4 separate regions of the Mus musculus genome follow, and all the other regions are linked to region 3. The links are chromatin contacts, called in public HiCAR-type, HiChIP or PLAC-seq and promoter capture Hi-C maps. All regions are on one chromosome and are shown on one strand. Each heading gives the region's core, a stretch centred on a gene start, on an enhancer-like site or on the middle of the called end of the contact. The rest is flanking DNA. Distances are from core to core; before and after follow the strand shown.

The links. Promoter capture Hi-C pulls out the DNA fragments that hold promoters and counts their contacts. HiCAR-type assays count read pairs that join an accessible place to other places. HiChIP or PLAC-seq counts read pairs in DNA pulled down with a chosen protein or histone mark.
Region 1: a contact with region 3 is called in an H3K27ac HiChIP or PLAC-seq map of cardiomyocytes, with 4 times the contacts expected there. The contact joins the enhancer-like site here to the promoter of Akap13 in region 3. A contact is called at or near these places in 3 of 39 promoter capture datasets (the 3T3-L1 cell line and hippocampal neurons) and 1 of 115 datasets of contacts at active chromatin or transcription factors (cardiomyocytes).
Region 2: a promoter capture Hi-C map of pre-B cells shows a contact between it and region 3, with 3 times the contacts expected there. The contact joins the promoter of Chd2 here to the promoter of Akap13 in region 3. A contact is called at or near these places in 2 of 39 promoter capture datasets (liver and pre-B cells).
Region 4: a contact with region 3 is called in a HiCAR-type map of fibro-adipogenic progenitors, with 4 times the contacts expected there. The contact joins the promoter of Chaserr here to the promoter of Akap13 in region 3. A contact is called at or near these places in 2 of 39 promoter capture datasets (3T3-L1-derived adipocytes and liver) and 2 of 115 datasets of contacts at active chromatin or transcription factors (fibro-adipogenic progenitors and large pre-B cells).

Annotation. Positions count from the first base shown.
Region 1 is chr7:74,380,672-74,383,742 of GRCm38.p6, forward strand. All of the region lies in intron 2 of Slco3a1 (solute carrier organic anion transporter family, member 3a1), which reads right to left. Among named protein-coding and RNA genes, the nearest start is that of Slco3a1, 170 kb to the right of the region's middle. Within about 2 kb of position 1,385, at least 37 of the 459 cell types and tissues checked have an H3K27ac peak or open chromatin away from gene starts, as enhancers often do. A contact at or near this core is called in cardiomyocytes, where this site is marked.
Region 2 is chr7:73,540,207-73,543,375 of GRCm38.p6, forward strand. Chd2 (chromodomain helicase DNA binding protein 2) reads right to left here and starts at 1,540. Exons shown (of 39, transcript NM_001081345.2): 1 at 1,040-1,540; 2 at 566-698. The coding sequence starts at 627. It overlaps Chaserr (CHD2 adjacent suppressive regulatory RNA), which reads right to left. Exons shown (of 5, transcript NR_037569.1): 5 at 1-3,169.
Region 3 is chr7:75,454,229-75,457,253 of GRCm38.p6, forward strand. It overlaps Akap13 (A kinase (PRKA) anchor protein 13), which reads left to right and starts at 1,306. Exons shown (of 37, transcript NM_029332.1): 1 at 1,306-1,520.
Region 4 is chr7:73,556,408-73,559,721 of GRCm38.p6, forward strand. It overlaps Chaserr (CHD2 adjacent suppressive regulatory RNA), which reads right to left and starts at 1,988. Exons shown (of 5, transcript NR_037569.1): 1 at 1,632-1,988. RefSeq lists a cis regulatory region at 1,470-2,559.

The DNA.
Region 1 (3,071 bases), core at 135-2,634, 1.1 Mb before region 3:
CTCAGTGACACTGTAACAGAAAAAGAAAAGGAACTATAAAGAGGTTTGGGCAAAAAGTACCTCCCTAAATTACTCTGGATGCAGGGCTGCATGGGAAAGGCCAGCTGTGCATTCATGTTACTTAGCCTTAGCCAAATCTCCTTTTATTACAGCAGAGACATTAGACTAGGAAAAGTACTTAGTCTTGATTCCTTTAAAAAACATCAATCACATTTATTTATTCGTTTCTGTGTGTGTGCATGTGTGCATACTACCATGTGCATGTAGAGAGCAGAAAACAAATTGTGACTCAGTTCTCTCCTTTTACCATGTCAGTTCTGGGGATCAGATTCAGGCTACCAGGCTTGGTGACAAGCACCTTTACTGTCTGAGCTATCTCAGTCCCCTGAGTTCTTTAGACTTTGGAGAAGGCTAGCTGGTGGGGAGTATGGAGGAAAATGTTAATAAATGCAGAGTAGAATCTATCACAAGTCTCTATTGTAGGGGGCCACCCATAGGAGGCTCTGTTAGGTAAGTGCCTATCACTAATGCGGCCTCAAGGTCAGCCTGCTGAAGTCATTAACTTGTCCCCAGTCACAAGTTAGCACAGAGTAAACATCCTGAAATGTCATTCACACCCTCTACAAAATGCAGCCAACTTTAGCATCTACGTCACATAGTTATATAAGAAAGTCCACAGAGAAAGAGAAAACTCAGAACAATGCTGGACTCTGTGGCATTCTAAACATTAATCATTCTACTAAAAGGATCAATTCATGTGAAGCCCCCACTGTGTACCAAGCTGTGGTTTTAATTGATTCTCCTCCATCACCATGATTCTTGTTTGGGACAGTTTTTAACTGCCCCCATTTTCTAGACAGAGAAAGAGAGGCTCTTAGGGGATAGAACAGTTTTCCAGGTCATCTAGCCAATGGGAGGTAGGGTTAGGCCTTGTAGCCTGGCTCATCTGACTTTGGGGCAATTGTTACTCCACCATTCTCTCTTCCATATGCCAAACACTCCACCTTTTTTTTTTTATCCAAGGCACAGGCTGAAATGACGTTTACTGGAGATCTACCAATACATGAAAGCTCCAGATGTTATCATGTGACACTGCTGTTCCCCAGACCTTTGTTGAGGTCACTCTCAATTGCTTGCCATCGGCACATCCCCAAATGAATCACACAACAGCATATTATCCAGGTCCAAAACAGTTAAATTCCCTTTCCCATGGAGCTTGAGACCACATGCAGAATTTGAGCTAGCTGTGCAGGGCTATTTTTAGCTACCCATGTTGGCCGTCCCTTTTGGATGACCTCATGGCACAGGCCAAGCTGGTACCTGGTCTAGAGTTTTCCCATCTCCAGCTCTCATACTCAGAAATGCGCAGATCCCAAAGAACTGGTCCAGCCCAGATCTACAGCTTCTGACTCACTGTGAAGGAGTACAGCAAGGAGGAGGCCAGAGGCATTGGTCCAGAAGGTATCCCCAAGGAAGCCCTGTTGTGGGAGAGGTTGGATAAAAGCCAGAATCTTGGGGACACACTGACTTCCAGAGAAGGTCTTGATAAGCCTGTAAAAGGACCACAGTTGTGGTGCTGGAGGCTATGCAGCAAGCCTTGGGCTGGGTTGGTAGCAGGAAACCAAGAGTGTCCTGGCACATCAGAGACTACCTTAGGCTTTGGTGCTGGATCACACCACCCAATTAATCCCCTTGGCCATATCTGCAAGTCCAGTATTAGAAATTCTCTCCTTGAGCCAGCTGGTCTCCCTCTGCCAGACCCTGCCTTTGCAAGCCACCTCCCTTCTCTCTTGTTCCCTGAGTCATTCTAGCCAGAACTCGTGTGTCCACATCACCCACCTTCTCAAAGCTCGGAGAGTCTTTAGGGCCTTGGGGATGACACACTTCCTCAAATGTCACCTCCTCCATAAAGATGCCCCTGTCCTTCCCACTGAGCTTTCAGAATTTTATTCCTTTCAGAAGAATAGATGTTCAACGCAAGTGTGCTGCTCTGAATTAACTTAAGGCATCTGCCTTCAATTAAAATATGCAAATTCTTTTGGAAAAGGAAATATCCTTAGTCACTGGCCCTTCTGTGACAGCATGCTCCTGTGTACTTTCCTGTGACAGTGGAAGGGGCGCCCTCCTGGATGTGTGTGGGGGGATGGAGAGAAAGACACAGGATGCTCTGCAAAGATCTGTCTTCCCTGACAGGGACTATCTGAGGATAAGTCTGTGGTGGGTTCTCCCTCCAGTTCAGAGTATTTCTATATCTTGATTTCTATAATGCCATAGTAAAAGTCATTAAATAAACAGTATGAGACCTAACCCAAAGGTCCCAGGTGGTTGAAAGGAGAGGAGAGGGGCTCACAGTCTCCTGGAGTCCCCTGGCACAGGAACCTACTCTTCTGGAAAACAATTGGCCCCAGAACCATGGGAAGGGCTGTTTGTCACCATGTGGTGGAGGCAGAAAGTGTCCTCTAGTTCATTTACAGGTAATTAACCCTTTTTACAGAGGATATAAGTTACCCAAACCTCCCAAGCTTGAAACTGGAAACTGGATCCAACACTTGGGCCAGGAACATGACTCTGACCAGAGCCTGTGAGGCAGATCACGGTTGGGCTGTCACAGGCTGCATGGCAGAGGGACTGGGCTCCTTTCCTGGTGCAGGATGTCAAAAATTTACCTCAGCCCCAGAATAATGCCAACACTCACAAAAAGATATGGAGGACTGACCTGGAGACTGTGCTAAGCTTGGGCTTGGGCTATACACAGTAGTGGCTGAAAGGAGGGCATGTCATCCCCCTGCGGTGTCCTAAGAGGCTGCTATTCCTGGAGCATGGAAAATATGTGTGGCATGCATGCATCTATGCATGCATGTGTGGGTGCCTGTGTGTGTGTACGTGTAGTCCTCTGGCCATAAAGAAATAGCAACCTAGCAATCCCTGGGGACTCCAGAAAGTTCCATAATCCCCAGTCCCTTCCCAGTGACCTATGAAGAATCTAACTTTTACCTAGCAGCTATTCACTGTTAAGGCTCCCATACCCCCTTTAAAACAATAAACAAAAGTCAATGTAACACAGGTTATAT
Region 2 (3,169 bases), core at 290-2,789, 1.9 Mb before region 3:
CAATCAAAAATATAAACTGAAAGGCATCAGTCAAGGGGTCCTATTTGTGATTGTGTTTTTAAATGTACATTTTTTCATTCATATAACTTTCTCAAATGTCTATTTACTATAATTTACTACTACCAGGCTGCTCTATGGCCCTCGGTTACAAGTTTGAATATCCCAGATTCTTCAAAGAAAAAAATTTGCCTTGTATGTAAAATGGTGCAATGCAGCAATGGCTAAACAGACAAGGTCATTTTTCTGCAGCATGAAAACCTAAAACCTGAAAATTTACTGACAGAAAAACTACAGTTTCTAGGAAAGGCCCCTCCGGAGAAAAGTACATTACCTTCTGAATGCTGTAAGAGGCCTTAAGTCACAACTCAACTTTCATAAATTGATACCAAAAAATCAGGGTGTGGCATGTTAGCAATCTCAAGGTCACGCTTTAAAAACCAACCCAAGTTAGAAAATTCTTGAAATACAGACAGCAATCCATGTCTGTCAAAGTAAACAAGTGTAAGCTGAGGTTTCCCGAAAAAAAAAAAAAAAGAAAGAAAGAAAGAAAGTTGATAGCTCATACCTCGATGCATTGCTGTGTAGCGAACTGTCCTCCTCTTGGCTTTTGTCCTTATTTCTCATCATCTTTTAATTCTTAAATATTAAGGGGGAGGGGGAATCTGTGTTTGCTTTGAAGTCCTGTGCCCAGGTATTTACTGTCAAAAGTTGAAAGAAAGGTGAGGTCCCAGCTTCTGCGGATGGTTTTATTATCAGGAACAAAGTCCTGACGATGTTAGCGATATTCATGTAATGCAACAACGATAAACACCAGAAAAACAAAATATTTCTATTTTTCCGTTTTAAAATGAGAGGGGGATAAACTGAACGACAGAAGCATCACTATCAATAAGGAAAGTTTCTCAAAAGTAACACACTGGATACAAATAACAATCTCTCTATCTTATTGCGTCATCCAGGAATTTCTCATATTTACAGTAAATAAAGCCAAGTTCAACATTAATTTTTTTAAAATTATCACTGATTATCATGGACTTACCTGATCCATGTAGTAGGTCCAAAGCAAGAGTCCTATCTAGTAGTAGAAAAATATCCGATCCAAAATAATTTTTAAAAACGCAAAATTCTCCGTTAAAAAACAAAAAGTAAATGAAATAATCCTCAAATATGTTGACTTGTCAAAAAATAAAGCAATAATTAATACTAAAACAGGTCCGGAAGGGGAAAAAAAAACCTCATTAGGAGAGCGCACAAAAATGGAGGTGCGCCATGGCTTCTAAGCTGGAAAAAACAACGACCTGGGCTCTCAATACGGCAGCTTCTTCCAACAAGGCACGAAAAGAAAGCTCCTAAAAGCAGCTTTTCTCCCAAAAAAAGGTTCGGATCGACCCCAGTAAGTCACTAGAAGAGGCAGGGGGCTGCGGGGGCCCCCTGAGGCTGCCCGAAAGTTAGGGAAAGTTGCGTAAAGTGAACCGAAGCAGGGAGCAAAGCGCGCTCTCTCTAAGGCACAGCCGCCATCTAGAGCCTCCTTCCCAGCTCTGAGAGCTCTGCCTTTGATTGACACTCTCTACATTTACCCCACAACTCAGGTGATGTACCATAGACCCACCCCTTCATCTCCACCAAAAAAAAAAAAAAAAGAAAGAAAGAAAGAAAAAGAACCAGATTCTCCATCCAAGAGAGCCAGAAGACCCCCAACTCCACACCTCCCTGCCCCTCCAGACCACTCCATCAGAGGGAGGGGGAAGGGCTTCTTAACCCCCTCTGGCTCAAGCACCCTTTTTAAGCCAGAGAGAAATGTAATTTGTTCCTTTTGTCTAAAGATCTGCTAAATATTTCAGTCCTTGAGCTAAAATAACTTCCTCCCTGGACAGGAAGTGGAGTTTTATCAAGCCATTTTGAAATAAAGATAATTTCAAGAGACTCTAAAGCTCAGTTTAAGAACTAATCTTTAAAATAATTAACACCCCACCATGGGTAAAATGGCTTGTAAATAGAAGCAACATTTCAACACCATAAATTAAATCAACTCTTGCCTTCTTTATGGTGCCTAAAAACATCTAAAGATTAAGGGGGAATTTTCCACCTCAACTGGAAGGAAGGGGTAATTTTTTACAACTCAAGAGCGCCTCCCTAGTGTTCAACTGCAGTAGAGCAAAAGTTAATACAACCATTTTCCCCCCCAGAAGAAACAAACTTCTTTGTAAACCATTAATCTTGGAAGTGCCACACATCAAACATATTTACTTCTTACATATATTTGGGCATAATTAATAACTTCGAATTCAAGAAATTACACCAACCTTGGTCACCTTTAAATCAAACACTCAACCTCAACTCCAAAATCAAAAGAACCCTTTCACTCATGTTTGAAATCGAATTCTAAGTACACTCACATTTCATCAATCACCGCCACTTAAATAGGCCACATCTACCAGCCAATTATCAACTGTCAAAGACAAACCCCCTCCAGATGGAAGCACGAGGTCTATAGAAACAAAATTACAAATGCAACAAAGTATTCTCTCCCATGCACACAAGTAACCAACCACATACAAATGCCGAAAAAACTAAAAACATTCCTTTACTGAACCCTACTGGTCAAAACCATGACACTCCAGCAAACGAATTCATTTTAGTTTCACTACCAAACGTAATTATGTTAAATCTAAGAAAATGTAAAAAATCAGTTTCAAGTCTACAAACATATTTCCATCAAAATCCAAAAACTCAAGTTTTCAATTTACAAATATCAACCACCTCACATCATCCAAAGAACAAACACTGCATCTGTATTAACCACAGATGTGTATTCTAAGGTAGTTTACATTAATAACAGACTATTTCATTCTTTGTTCTATATACTGAGAAAAACACCACCAATCGTCATTTGGTCAACAAAGTCCCCATCACTGCTTTATCAAATTTATTACCAAAGTAGCAATCAATGAAAATCTGGCATTTGATTTCAACCATGGGTAACCAATCTAAAGCATGGTATAATTCATTTAAACTCCCAACTGCACAAAACAAGAAAAACAAGAATTTTTTTCAAATGTAAATAAATTACACTGTCATATTAGGTAAGCCCTTTAATGTATACCCAAAGACTTTAAAAATACACCTCTAATATAAGACAATACAATACAAATTAGTATAACTCAAATAT
Region 3 (3,025 bases), core at 56-2,555:
GGGAAAGTGACATTTAACAACAGAAAATGCCTGGTACAATCACCAGGCACTGATAATACTTTCTGTTAAATATTTTCATGATGGTAGTGACCTTGTCTGGATTAAAACTTCCCAAATGACAGTGACTTCCATTCTTGCAGTTTTTGGCAGGTCCATATCTTGTATTACTATTTTTTTTAAACTGACTTTGAAATTATATGAAGTTAATCTTTTCATATAATTCTTTGAACATTTTCTTCATTCATATAATATACTTTGGCCACATTCTCCCAACCCATCCCTCTCAACTTCTTATTCTCCTTCTGCTCTTTAAAAAAACTTATGATCCACTGTGTTCAACTTGTACTGTCCATAGCTGTGTGGGTGCTGGGTCATCTACTGGGAGATGGTTGGCCAGAGGGAGTCCAATACTTAAAGGAAACTGTCCCCCAATGGGGTATTTATCTTAGGGGTACAGCCACATAATATTTTCATATTAATATGTTTTGATCACCTAAATAAAAATGCAAGGCCAGTACTCGCAGAGATTCCATTCTGTTCCTTCCCAGTCAATACCCTTCTCCTCCTAGGAAACTACCTTTCTTACTTCGACCACAATAAATATTAAACTGCACAGAAAACCTCACATTTCTTGCGTAATATTCATAATCCCCGGCTCCCCCCCCCCCCAACTTTCTATTGACCGAAAAAATAACATGTCAAAATAGTTTGGCATTATAGGCATGTTTTCCCTTAATAACACATTACAATATGTAACTATCAAAAAGAAGTTTCTTTTTGTACCAATTAATGTAGTATCTTGGGTCACCATTGGAACATGTCCATACTTGGTTTCTCCGAAGCAACTAGATGGTTTCTGAAGTCCATAGCAACTCAAAGGCAATGATTTTGTGGTGATCGAATAGCTCAAAGTCACTGTGACAATCTTCACCCATCCAACATACTTGAGTACTTTGTGCCGCTCCACCTTGGACTCTTAAGAAGACTCTATTGAGTCTTAGCGTCAACGTGTGGTAAGTGCTCCGACTTAGGTAAGCACCAGGCGCACAGAGGAAGGGTGGCTTCCGGTGATGGGGCGGATAGGAGAAGGTGGGTGGGCATTTCCCCAGCAGCTGCTGCCAGCCACCCGACTTTGATCACTTTGCCGCCTGGCAGCAGTGGCGGTCAACCTCATCGTTCCTTAGCAACCAGAGCCAACTGCCAAGAAGCCTTCCTATTGGGCTCACAGAACATGATGGGTAGTCTAATTGTCCAATAGAAACTTTTAGGCTTGGCTCGTTGCACCGCCCACCCCGGGCCGCAGGCGGCGCATGCGCGGGTGGGCAGGTCTGTGTGCAGGGCGGTCGCAGAGCCGGAGCTGCTGCTGCTAAGCTCTTGGGCTCGGTTGAGACCGCCGTGCTTGCTCCTTGCTCCAGCCGTCACCGCCGCCGCCGAGGGAGCGGCCGCCTATTGTCCTTCTCCGCGGCCAAGGCGCGGAGCTGCTCCGGCTCGGCCCGCGGGGGAGCCCGGGGAGCCGCACGGTGAGAGCGCAACTTAGTTGAGGGAGTTGAGGGAAGTTTGGGCGTCTGAGGAGGGGGCGCGCGCGCAGCCGCCCCTCCCCCTCGGCTGCTCTCGGCCGCGCGCGCGAGCTGCGGGACGCGGGGACGCGCGGGCGCGACGCGGGTGGCGGACCCTTCTTAGCATCGGCAGCCAGGGGTGGATAGCGCGGCCGCCGATCCCGGCCTCCTCGGACCCACGTTCCTCTGCTGCCCGCTTCTGTGGCGCCGGCTGCGGCTCTCCTCTGAGGGACGGCTGCTCGGTGGGGCGCGCCGCTCGAACAGAGAGTGCGGCTCCGGGAACGAGCAGCTCCCCGGGGCAGTCAAGCCGGGTAAACACTGCGCGCCCCGGCCACCTTTGGGGGCTTTCTCCCGAGATGGGGAGGGGGGCGCGGTGGGCGCCCCGGGAACGGTGGCGCATTCGACTCCTCTGCCCCTCGAGCTCTAGTGCAAGCACTTTGAGAACTAGCGAATCACTGCTTTTCGTAAATAGGCTCGCTGACACTTAACTGGGGTGCGAGACGCACCCTCAGTTTATTTCTCGCTAAGAAAGTGTCTGTCTTTCGGCTGAAAATATTGGCTAACTCTAAGTGTCTAGACTCTACTGTGAACTCAGGAGTTCACAATGAAAATGGATTGAGCAATCTCTGAGTGTTTCAGTCTTTGCTTTTCCCCTTCATAATGAAGTTATTTTGAGAGTTCATTGCGTTGAGCAGATTTACAAAGTGATGTGCCTTTTTGTCTGTCTGTCTGTCTGTCTGTTTTTTGTTACTACCCTCATGATTTCCCGAAGTCACTTACTCATTTAAACCCCCACCCCCCAAACTTTTGGATTGCCCGGGTCAGGAGGAGCGCTCCAGTTCTTGAACGTGCATTCATTGTCTGTAAAGAAGTTCCTATCAGTCGAGATGACTCTGAGATAAACCAGTGTGTCACTTTGTACACCATCATCTCTTGGGAATCATTCCGCTGCATTTCGTTGACTAGACTTGCGCTGTAATGGTAATTCAGTTTTAGCTCCCAAGAGAGAACCCTATCATTCATACTGAAACACAATGCCTCCCCCCCACCCCCCTCCCCCCGTCACTTCATGTTAATTTTAGTTGTATTTCTTTGACATTTGTTAAACTTAAATTTTTCTTTGAAGGCTACTGCTCATGGCATTTTGCTTTTTTTTTCTATGTGAATAACATGGACAAGTGGTGTGTGGGGTTTTCTGTTTTGTTTTTGGCTTTTCTTTGTATGAAACCCAGCTTCGTTTACCTGATGAAACCAAGGAAAAATATTCTGAAGGCACAGGGATTCAGGACTCACAGTCTTTGTGCTTAATTTTCCTTTCTGGGGTGGGTGTGGTGAGCAAAGGAGGTGGACAGAAGTTGGGAGTTATTGGTTAGTTACATAATATAAACAAATACTGCAAAATCGGGTGGCCAGGACACCTTCTCTGGACTGTGGTAACATGCTACACATACTTTTGTTCTAGGGTATTT
Region 4 (3,314 bases), core at 738-3,237, 1.9 Mb before region 3:
TCACCAAATGGGGTATTAGCATTGTCTTTTAAGCAGCTCTAAAACTTGTGGTATCTAATGACCTTCATTCAATACCAAACCAGGGTCCAGAATATTGTCTTTCTCCTACCAAATTTATCATGTAAGATCATAGATCTGCTAACAATTATTTTCACATTTTATAACTCAAAAAGGATTCTGAACTACATTCTCAATCGCTTTAAAACCACTTTCAGTGATAAAATATTCCACAGCATTCTTTTGAAAAAACAAAATTAGTACTGAGAAATTCTGAGAAATCAAGGTATGGGCAACTGATAGACTATGTCTACCCCATAAAAGGTATTCCAATTGTTTTCTACTGTAAATACCCGATGAAATAAGGTCCAATCAACCCGCACCTTTGATTTTAGATGAGCTACGTAAGTCTCCCCAACACTGTCTTTACGCAGTTATTCACCTTTACAGCACAAGAGCTCCGCAGAATGAAGACAAATATATTCAAAAATACACAAAGGTCTGAACACTCCTAGTCTTCCAACGACTGATCCTAAATTACCTCAAATAATTTTTAAATGAGTATGCAGAAACAAATTTTTTAAAACTGTTGTTTCCATACTGTTCCGTTTCTAAGCACACCTCGACTTTTATACGTGCAACAAATGCAACAAATATGGCCCCTCTTCATCGCCCATCAATGGCAGTCTTACTTCAGGATTTACACTAAGTAACTTAAAGAGCTCTGCTTTTAGAATATTTCTTAACTTTTACGGCCAAGGTTTCTAATAGTATACACTCTCTTTTAAACAAGATGAATTTTAACTTGTAAAGGGTCGGAACCGCCTCAAGTTAGATTTAACATTCAAGTGAGAAGTTGCTGATAACGGCTTTACCTACTCATTTAAAAAAGTATCAAACAGTACGGTTATGTTCAAGTATCAGGATGTCAAATGGTCTTAACGAAAGTTCTCGGTAAAAATAAGCTGTATTCATCAAACGCCATCATCTTGCACCATAATTATCAAATCTACTTCCTTTAAACTGCCTTGTTGCCGTCGTCATTTTTGAAATACTAGATGCACTCCTGTAACTTGCCTTTTCTAAAAGACAACAAACGTCACGGACGTTTAACAAGCTGAAAGGTACCTTTGCATCTAGAACACTAACAGCCGTTCTCAAAAGCAGCTTAGAAAGAGTTAAAAGCCAACACCCAACAGGGAGAAGGGGGGAAAAAGACAAGTTTTATTTTGGTTTAAGCGAAGTGAGAGGTTCCATTGTTCTTTTAGATCCGACCCCAAAGATGGGTTCCCACCTCACTGGAAAAGATTTTTAAAAGCCCATCAACGGAGGATTGTTGTTATTTCTCGCTAAGTATCGAAGTAACTCACCAGAGCAAGCAGGGGTTCCACGGCGCGGCCGCCGCCCTCTCCCCGCTGGCTCGGACCGCAGCGCGGCGCCCGGCTGGGTATGCAGCGGGAACGCGGTGGCCCGACCCCGTGCTCCCGTGGCATCGGCCCTCCGCGGCAGTGCCCGGGGCTGCGTGTGCAGAGCCAGCCGGCAGCCACCCGCCGCCCCTCCCGCCCGCGCTCAAGGACGTCGTGCTTTTCCTCCCAAGGACAAAGGACAATAAAGGGAGCAGGGGAGCTACTCACCGGGTCGAAGCGCGGCCCCTGCCGCCATCGGCTCGCTCTTCCTCGCGTGTCCAGGACGGGTCGCCCGCCGCAGCCTCCCGCCCGCGGCGCGAAGCCGCCTCCCGGCCGCGCGCGACACCAGCACCGCCGCTGCCGCAGCGGAGCCACGGGCGTCGTGGGCCCGGCCTCCCCGGGCGCTCCGGCCGCGAGCTCCCACATCGCGCGCGGCCGCCTCGCCCCAGCCGCGGCCTCCCCGCTCTCCCAGAGCCCTCCAGGACGCCGGGGTAGCGCTCCCAGCGCAGCGGCGAGCCCACGGGCCGCGGCAGACCGCCTGACAGCTGGGCTTGCTGCTGCCTCTCCGGCCATCTTGTGCCGTGTGTGGTGTCTCTCCCGTCTCCTCGCTCGGCTTTCCTCCCTCCTCCTCCTCCCCCCGCCCCACACACCACACAACATGGCCTCTTCGCTGCGGCGGGAGCTGCGGCGGCGGCTAGAGCTCCGCGGCGCTCCAGCTCGCTCCCCTCCCCCAACCTCCCGCCTGCAGCTCCGGGACCCCCAGTGCGCACGCGCGCCGACACCCGCCCGCGGCGGCCATTGGCTGGGCTAGCTTCCTGCCCTCGCTTCCCGGAGCGGCATCACGCACTTCGTTCGTACCTTCCTCCCGCCCCAACTGCATACTATTGGTCAGTTCTGAACCCACCGCTTCCATGTTCTCAGCACCAATAGGGCTTATTTAATGCCAATCATAGCCCGTGGGCGTTTCAGGAGAGAAGTCCTGACCTGCGATTGGCAGATAGTGAAACTCTGGGTTTGCGGGGAGAGACGTAACTTTCTGCTCCGCAGTGCGGACCCTCGAAGGTAGTTTGTGTACGGACGAGCCATTAAAAGCTAACCTTTCCTGTTTCTGACTTGAGATTTTTTTCGTCCACAAAGGAAGAGGAAGTGATAGAGCGAAAACGACATGATTGACAAGATAAGCAAAAACTGCAGAACCTTCCTTCTTGGGCAAGCGCCATAGCCTCAGGATTTTTTGCCCCTAAGGAACCAGACCACAGGCAGGTTATGACCAGCACATTCGCTAACCTAATATCTGACTTGATATACCACTTATTTGAGGTAATCTAGTAGCATGCCCAGTAGTCCTGAGGGCCTAACAAACCAGCCTCTTAATTCTGATTAGCTGGATCCCACATTTTAGGGCAGCGTTGTTGAAGTGGTAGTTTAAACATGTCTATCCAGCTTTCCCCCAGAGAATTACACAGTACAAGCTTCATTTCCTCTCAAAAACTCCACTCTTTTACATTTCTTCTTCCCACTTCTGCCTGGAAACAAGTTTAGGCAGAATACAAATGAATCTCTGAACCGTCTGTCCTCAAGTATCTAAGGAAGTTGTTCTCGCACAGAAGCGGAATGTGGAAATGTTTCTTTTGGCAAGGGGCTAGGGGAAAAGAAAATATGCTATTAGTTTCCATGAGGGAAAAACACTTTTAAGAAGGGGCTTGCTTGTTGAGATGAGAGGAACAGTTCTAAAATTCTCTTGAAACTTAGTTTGCTCCTGGGTTAAAAATCACATTACTTGATCATGGACCACAAAAGTCGTTCTAGTTCCCTTTTGGAGGGGTGTGGAATCAGGTCTCTTTAACATAGTGTTGGCTGTCCTGATGTTTTTTAACGTTAATTTGAGCGTGTGTATGTGTCTGTCTGTCT